Regions from separate parts of the Sminthopsis crassicaudata genome. Here region 1 is linked to region 2. The links are chromatin contacts, called in public Hi-C maps. All regions are on one chromosome and are shown on one strand. The core of a region is the stretch at or near the end of the contact, and the rest is flanking DNA. Distances in the headings are between cores, read along the strand shown.

The links. Hi-C and Micro-C count contacts between places; a contact is called where the count stands out from the background.
Region 1: a Hi-C map of hippocampus shows a contact between it and region 2, with 3 times the contacts expected there. The contact joins the promoter of NR2C2AP here to the promoter of TM6SF2 in region 2. A contact is called at or near these places in 2 of 2 Hi-C or Micro-C datasets (fibroblasts and hippocampus).

What each region holds. Positions count from the first base shown.
Region 1 is chr1:62,442,741-62,446,528 of ASM4859323v1, reverse strand. NR2C2AP (nuclear receptor 2C2 associated protein) reads right to left here and starts at 2,216. Exons shown (of 5, transcript XM_074307226.1): 1 at 1,714-2,216; 2 at 1,534-1,624; 3 at 1,113-1,218; 4 at 935-1,002; 5 at 1-733. The coding sequence starts at 1,757. The coding sequence ends at 617. It also overlaps a transcript of RFXANK not described here.
Region 2 is chr1:62,291,100-62,294,893 of ASM4859323v1, reverse strand. It overlaps TM6SF2 (transmembrane 6 superfamily member 2), which reads right to left and starts at 1,292. Exons shown (of 10, transcript XM_074307020.1): 1 at 865-1,292. The coding sequence starts at 959.

The DNA.
Region 1 (3,788 bases), core at 967-3,466, 150 kb before region 2:
TTAGATCTGAGGGGCCACTCTGAGAAGGCCTCGGGCTGACTCCTTTGTTCCAGAATGAGGGAGCCTGCTTCCCATTACATGTAGATGGCACAGGGGGCTGAGAGTGAGACAGGTGGGGCCATTCAAGCAGCCTGGCGATCCCAAGGTAGGAATGTGTGGGCTTCTCTTTTCGTTTTTAAATGAACAAGCATTTACCACTTAAAAGAAAAAGCTTGGAACAAATGTGCATAATCGGGCAAAACAAATTCTACAACGTCTAGTCCAAAGAATGCTTATTTTGCATCCTGAACCTCTCACGTGTACTTCAGCATCTTGGCCAGACGCTGCAGTGACCAGACTTCTCAAGTCCTTCAGAGCCGTCTCTTCGATGCTGTTAGTGTGTCAGCTGTTTTCCAATCACGCCTGGCTTCCTGGAAGGATTAAACTGAACCTCTGAGACTTCTTTCTGGGGTTCTCTCAGGTTCTTGGGGGGAGAAGAGGGGGTGGGAACCACTCTGGTCACCCAAATTATAACTCCTCCTACTTCCTGGCCACTGGGCCAGAGGCAGGTGTAGCTTCTGCTCTGTCCTTCCAGGGAGTCCTGCGGGTGAGGGGAGAAGCTGGGCTGCTGGGCCGCTCACAGCTTCTCCCCAAGGATCCGCAGGTGGTAGATGATGATCCGGCCAAAAAAGTCAGTGCTCTTCTCGAAAGTTACCTTGAGCTTGTCCAGTGTGACATCTGCCACGGGGAAGCTGTAACTCACGCGCTGTCAAGGTTAACAGGACTGAGCTGGGGGCCCCACTCGGAGCCCAGTCAGGACCCGGTCCCTGCCAGGGGCTTCCTCAGCTCCCACTGACCCCCGCCTTTTCTCCCAGCTCCCACGGAGGCCTCCAGCCCGGCCCAGTGCTGCCTAACCCGAGCTGGGCCAGCCCCCTCCCCCCAGCGGAGAGGATATCTGCAGGGAGTTGTTGTCCTGGGGGTAGAAATCCCCAATCTTCTCCAGGGACTCGCTCTTCCTGCCACCTGTTTTTAAAGAAGGGAAAGAGAAGGGCTCAGCAGCACAGAGTCTGCGCTGGAGCCCTACAGGAGGGGCCGGGCCAGACCACCCCCTCCTCCCCTTGACCCCTCCTCACCTTCCAAGCGGCCTTGGCGGCTCGCAAACCCCCCCTGGAACTGGATCTGCACCTGAGACACGCGGACGGACTGGGGGAATTCCAGCATCACCCACTGGGAGGTGCCCTGAGGTCAGACAGCCAAAGAAAACGGGGTCAGTCCCCGGAAAATGCCAGCGCCCACCCGGCGGGCAGGGGCTCGGACTGGCCTCCGGCTGCAGTGAAAGCCAGCCGCCCCCCGGGTTCCTGAGAGGTGCGCAGCGCCCCTCGGTGGACCTGCAAGGCCCTGTGGGAGTGCCCCGGGGCCGGTGTACGCGGCACGCAGAGGCGGCCTCAGCCTCCCACGGGGAGGGAGGGAGGCGGGCTGGCCCCTGAAACCTGCAGTGGGCTCTCCCGGGGCTCTTCCGGTCCCACCGCGGGGCCGCCCCCCCTCCCCCGTCACCTGGTCAGAATTCCAACACGTCTCATCCTGCCCGTCAAACAGATGCTTCTTTCCAAACTGCTTCGAGTCCCGCTGCAGCACGGAGCTCACCCTGCGGAGACACCGAGGGGGGGGGTGGCAGCGGCGCGGGGTGGGGGGGCAGCCGCGGCCCCGCGATCCCGGCCCGGGACCCGCCCTCACCTGCTCACGGTCTGGCTGCAGACCAAAGGCACCGAGGCGGCCATGGCCCGCCGGCGGGGCAGAGTCAGGCCACGTGGGCCAAGTCACGCGGTCGGCCTCAGCTTCCTCATCTGTAAAATGGGGCAGTGGGGGAGTCGCGATCCAAGGAGAGCGTGTCTGCAAGGTGCTTAGTAAATGTCCCCTTCCCACCCGGGCCCTCGGAGGGAGACGGCTCCAACCGCCAGCCTCGGACAGACGGGGAAGCTGAGCCCAGACACGGCGAATGGCCAGCCCAGAGACCCCGCCTCCTCCTCCGTGGCTCTCGTCACCCCCCGCGCTTCCCCGCTCCGGGGACCTCCCGCTTCTCTCGGCGCGCCCGGGCCCAGGGGGCCGGAAGAGAGTCCACAATTTTAAAAGGACTGAGGCGGGAGCGCCGGGCGCGATCACGTGGGGAGCGCCGGCGCCCCCTCCCTCTCGGATGCTGCACGTGGAGATCTAGTCCAGGCCGACGCGGAGGCCAACGGCGCGCAGGGCGCAGGCGCGGGGCGGGGCGGGGACCGGAGCGGCGGGGCGGGAAGTGCTTCCCGGTGCATCCTGGGGCCTGGGCGGAGCAGAGCGGGCCTGCCCCTCCTCAGACTTTAAAAGGCCCGGCCTGCCCGAGCCGCGGTCGGGAACGCTCCTCCCTGACCTCGCTTCTGGGCCCTTTGCCTAACACCTCCGGGGACACTACTGAGAGCCCAGGATTGGGCAGGAGCACTCTCCACCCCCGCCCCAGTGGCTCCCCGAGCCAAGCGCCTTCCCAGCCTGCCCCGCCCCTCCTCTTCCCTGTGGGGTGCTCCCGCACACCCCCTCCCCTCGAGCCCTGGCGTCCCTGCCCTTCTCTTTTTCCTGCATCCCTCGTCTCAGCTAAAACCGCACCTTCTACCGAGAAAGTGAAGTCTTTCCCAGGCCTCCTTAGTCTCAGCGCGTCCCCCGAGACCGCCCAGCTCGTCCTACCGCATCTCGCCCTGACGCACTGTTTCCCAGCTGCTTCTCGGGTAGAACGGGCCCTGGCGGGCAGGGCCCTCGCGCGGAACCTGACCAGAAGGGGCTGAATCAATGCGCGCTGACCCCTATCCCGGCCCGCCCAAGAGAAAGGCCCCTCTTCACACCACTCAGCTTAGCCAAAATGACAGGGAAACAGTTCCGAGGTCCGTGCCCGTATTCTCCCCGTTTTACGTATGAGAACACTGAGGCTGCGGGGTGACGAGAGTGCTCCCAGAGCTGGTGAGCCCGAGGCTGGACTCGGATTTAGGTGTCTCTGAGTCCCTCCGTGGCACCGCCTAGTCCGGCCACACGTTCTTAGAAAGAACCGGGGCGCAGCTTAAAAGAGACCTGAAAGAAGCAGACCAATGGAAATAGACATGAGCCTTGTACCTCCATAACTGACTTTCTAGCCAGCCCCATAGCAGCCCTTCTGAACCTCCTCAAGCCTCCCCTACTCCCAGTCCTGCTCCCAGCCCAGCACCTCTCGTCACAGGTTACTGAGAAAATAACGACTCGCTATTTGACCAAAATTCCTGGGAAAACAGCCCAGCAAAACTAGGCATAAACATGAGGGATGACGTCATGAGCAAATTAGGAGAGCACGGAAGAAACTGTCAAATTTTTGGATAGAGAAAGAGTTCATGATCAAGAAAGAGAGGTAAAATAATTCAATGAGAATCCCCTCAGATTTGAGGAATCACTAAACAAGACATGATACATGAATGTGATGGAATACTATTGTGTTGTAAGAAATGAAGTGAATGGTTTCAGAAAAAATGGGGAAGACCTACATGAAATGATGCACAATTGAGTAGAACCAACAAAACTATCTCAGCAAGGGTAAAGATCAATTGTGAAAGAATTTGCAACTCATCATTAAAATGAGCCACCACAACTCCTGATTTAAAATGTTATCTACCACATGTTGCGGCCGGAAACATTTTTTTTTTTATTTTATTTTTTCCAATGACATGCTAAGATAGTTTTCAACATTCATTTTTGTAAGAATTTGAGTTCCAAATTTTTTTTCTCCCTCCTGCCTCAAAATGACAAACAATCTGATATAGGTC
Region 2 (3,794 bases), core at 43-2,542:
CTGTGTCTCCAGGAGTCCAGAAAAACAACCCTTGTCAGGGAGTGAGAATGTCTGATGCTGTCAAAGCGGGAGTTAGCGGGCCTCCTTACTATAGAGGAGAAAGCTGACGCCGGAGGGTCGGTGATCTGGCCAAGGTCTCCCGCCCGTAATCTTGGAGAACGGTTACCCTATGCACGCGACTCTCACAAGGTATCTTTGCCAAGAACCTTGGCCCTTGAATATCAAATTTGCATTTAGTTAACCTACTCTGTTATTGTTCTCTACCGGGGAGTGTGATAAATCCAGCCTTTGATCACCCCTCGGATCCAAGAGGGCAGGGACTGTTGTCTCCTATGGAGACTAAAACAGGAACCAGGAAAACCAAAAGCAGCTCAGCGCTGGCAGCCAGTGGTTGTTGGCAGCTTTGGGAAGCAGCTTTCCTGGGACTTGGATTGTCCCTCCGACTGCAGCAGCTGGCCACCCGAGGCCACCCTCTGATAGGCATGACCAGTCTGGGCCGTCGGAAATCTGCCTCTCAAGCCCCATCAGCCTCAAAGGAGAAACTCCCAATCCAGTCAATTTAGCGAGGCTCTTTAGGAAAGAGAATGAATTTCCTGCCTCCCACGTACACTCCGAGGGGGGAGGTGACCACGGGGACAGCGGGTGGGAGAAAGCACCGGAGCCTGGTGGCCTGCACTTTAATAAAGGCCGATCTCCTAAACGATTAGGTCCCTTACTCCCTGGCACTGGTCTCCACCCCTCTTAAAAAAAAAAAAAAAAAAAAAAAAAAAAAAAATTAAGTTTCCTTAGTCGCAGTGAGTAAATCAGCGTTCTTCTTGGCCCTCCTCCCTCCCCTCCCCAGCCCCTGCCGTGCCCAGCACTCACTGGGAGAGCTCAGAGAGGTGGTTCAAAGTGTAGCACACAGGGAAGGCGGTGAGGGAGAAGGCGATGACCTTTCCGGACAGTGCGGGAAGCTCCATGGCTGAGGAGGGCTTGGGGGCTGGCGACGGCGGGGCGGAAGGCAGATGCCACCTGACCAGGTGCTGTCGGGTCCGATCCGATCCTCCTCCTCCAGGTGTTCGCCCGTCCTATCCACCGCCAGTTGCCTCGTTTCTTCGCCCCCCGCCTCCTGCCCACTCCGACCAGCCTTCCCACCTGGGCTCGCGTGGGTCGCCGGGTATGGCAAGGAATTGGCTCCTCCCCGGGCGGTCAACTTGGGAGCCTAAAGCTCCCGGCCCGAGGCCCGGATGCCACCCATGCAAAGGTCACTGGTGCTCATCTCTCCGGAGGTCCTCGATCCCTCCCTCGATGGTGATTTCGACATCTCCGCTGGCCTTTAAAGGGACTGTGACCTCTATCCTCTCACAGCCACACCCACCCTCCCAGTCACAGCCCCGGCCTCCCCCACCACACACAACACATGTCCCAGGGAAAGTCCCCGACTAACCGACCTGCCTCGAGTAATCTTGAGGACAGATCTGGGCCACGCAGCGCTCCCAGGCCAAATCACCAAAGAGGTTATTCACCTCACCTGGAAAAGAAAAAAACCTCCAGCAAAGGCAACGTACCCTACCGGAAAGAGCAATGGATCCGAGGATTTCTGGAATTAAACTAATTGATTCCTATAATTGCTTCTAGCTTTAAAGATCATGGTATCCCAAAATGTGGGAGCTCTAAGTATCTATTCTAACGCCCTAACATTTTACAAATGAAATTCATAGACATTGATCACCTCTGCCTTCTCTTATTTCCATCGAAAGAGCTGATGAAACATGATCCCTACACTCTTAATATCTTTTCTTTGCAAACCCATAAAAAAAGAGGAAAACATGAGATTCTGAGACCAAATCTTATTTCATCATTGTACTGCCCCCTGCCTCCTAAAACAGGCTCCACAAAGAGAAGGCAGGAAATTTCATTTCTAGCATCCTCCACAGCAGCTCGATAAGTAGGGGAGTAGGTTCTCTCTAAACTCCAGTAAAATTTTTCCAAGTACTGGGCTCCTACAAGCCCAAGTGGATTTTCCTAAAGGACAAAAAGGGAGTCAGTACCAGCTGATACATCCACTGTAGTTGATCAGAAGAAAACAAGCATTTCATCCTAAGATCTGCTAAACTGGAGGGCTCTTAAATCCACTTTTCCCTGGATGGTCATATTGTGCCTTCATTTCCTGATCAACAGCCTCAAAGTTCTCTTAGTCTGCGTTTTACAAATATTTGGCTTTAAAAGAACTAAGACTTGTCAGTTTTTGCCCCTTGAATAAAAATGAAGTATGGCTTGATGGAAAGAGCATTGAACTGGCAATAGGTGACTGAAGTTCTTACCCTGGTTCCCCTATCAATAGCCATCTTTAGGGTGGGGCAACCTGAACTTTGTCCAGAATGTTGAAATGCCCCCTTCTAGTGTTCACTCCCCACCCTGATCCTCTGATCAAGAGAGGGCAGATTCCAAGTTCCTGGCATCCACAGGTAAGAAACAATGCAGTGGAAAAGCTGAGATCTGGGCAATGCAGGAATGAATAGGACAAAGGTGAACTCCACTAAACTACTTTCCATCCACAAAGAGGGGATCCTTCAGGGGCCACAGTTGTCTGGCCAGAGGACCACCTTCCCTGGATCTCATTCCACCTGAGAAGATGGGTCACAATTCTTGGGACAGCCTCAAGGTCTTTCTAATCTAGAACATGAGAGGACTATATCATGGCAGCATATAGGTCCCTTCATAGTTAAGTCTCCTACATTAAGAATTGAAGGACTGCTAGAGATTTGTTAGAGGTTAAAATAAAGACATTGGGGTTTAGGTTTTGGTTAGTTTTTTTTTTTTTGTTTTTGCTGAAGGATTTGGGATCACACAGCTAAGTGTGAAGTGTTCTTGGGGCCACATTTGAACTCATCCTCCTGACATTAGAGCTGGTGCTCTATCTATCTACTGTGCCTTCTAGCTGCCCTTGGTTTTTTAAACCATTCAAGATGAAACTTGAAACTTATAGAAAAAATTCAACAATCACACTGCCACCACCCTAGTTCAGATACCCAGCATCTTACCTGGACACCTAGTGGATCTCTCTTGGCCTATTAGAATGTAGCCTGCCTAAGGGATGGGACTCTTGCTTGTTTGTGGCTAGCTCATAAGGTATTTAATGCTCTAGCTAGCTAGAGTCTCTCTTATGCAATCATCCTTTGCCAACGCCATCACTTCACTGGCAGGGAGTCACAGAATTTAGATCCTGCCTCTACTACTTAATCCTTGTTCGTCCAAAGTGTGGGGGAGGGGAAATCATTTGATCTCTTTAGAAATCTGCTTCATCTTTAAAATGAAGGGACTAGATTCAAACTTCAAGATCATTCTCAGTACTAAATCTATGATCTTCACATGCAGATCAATTTCCTTCACATTTAACACACCCCCCCTTCCTCTTCAGACTCCAACCTGTCTTTCCAAATTCACCCAATGTTCCCTACATGCCAAAATATACTGTCTTCCATCCCCACAATTTCATTCCACCCCTTTCCACACCTGTGTATTTATATAGATCTCCCCTCATCATGATGTAGAGAATATGAACCTTTCATGTTTGTTATTTGTTGATTCTTCTTTCCTTACAAAGTCCAGTTCAGATTCTGACTACTCCAGAAATCCTCCACCCCAAGCTGAATCACAGAAGATAAAATTTCCATGAGATTAATGCAAATCAAAACAATTTTGAAATTCTCTACCCCCAGTAAAAATGGGAATGGGCAACACCAGAGGGGCTATTTTATTTACATGTAGTTTCCCCCATTAGAATGAATTCTTTGAGGGTAGAATTTTCACCT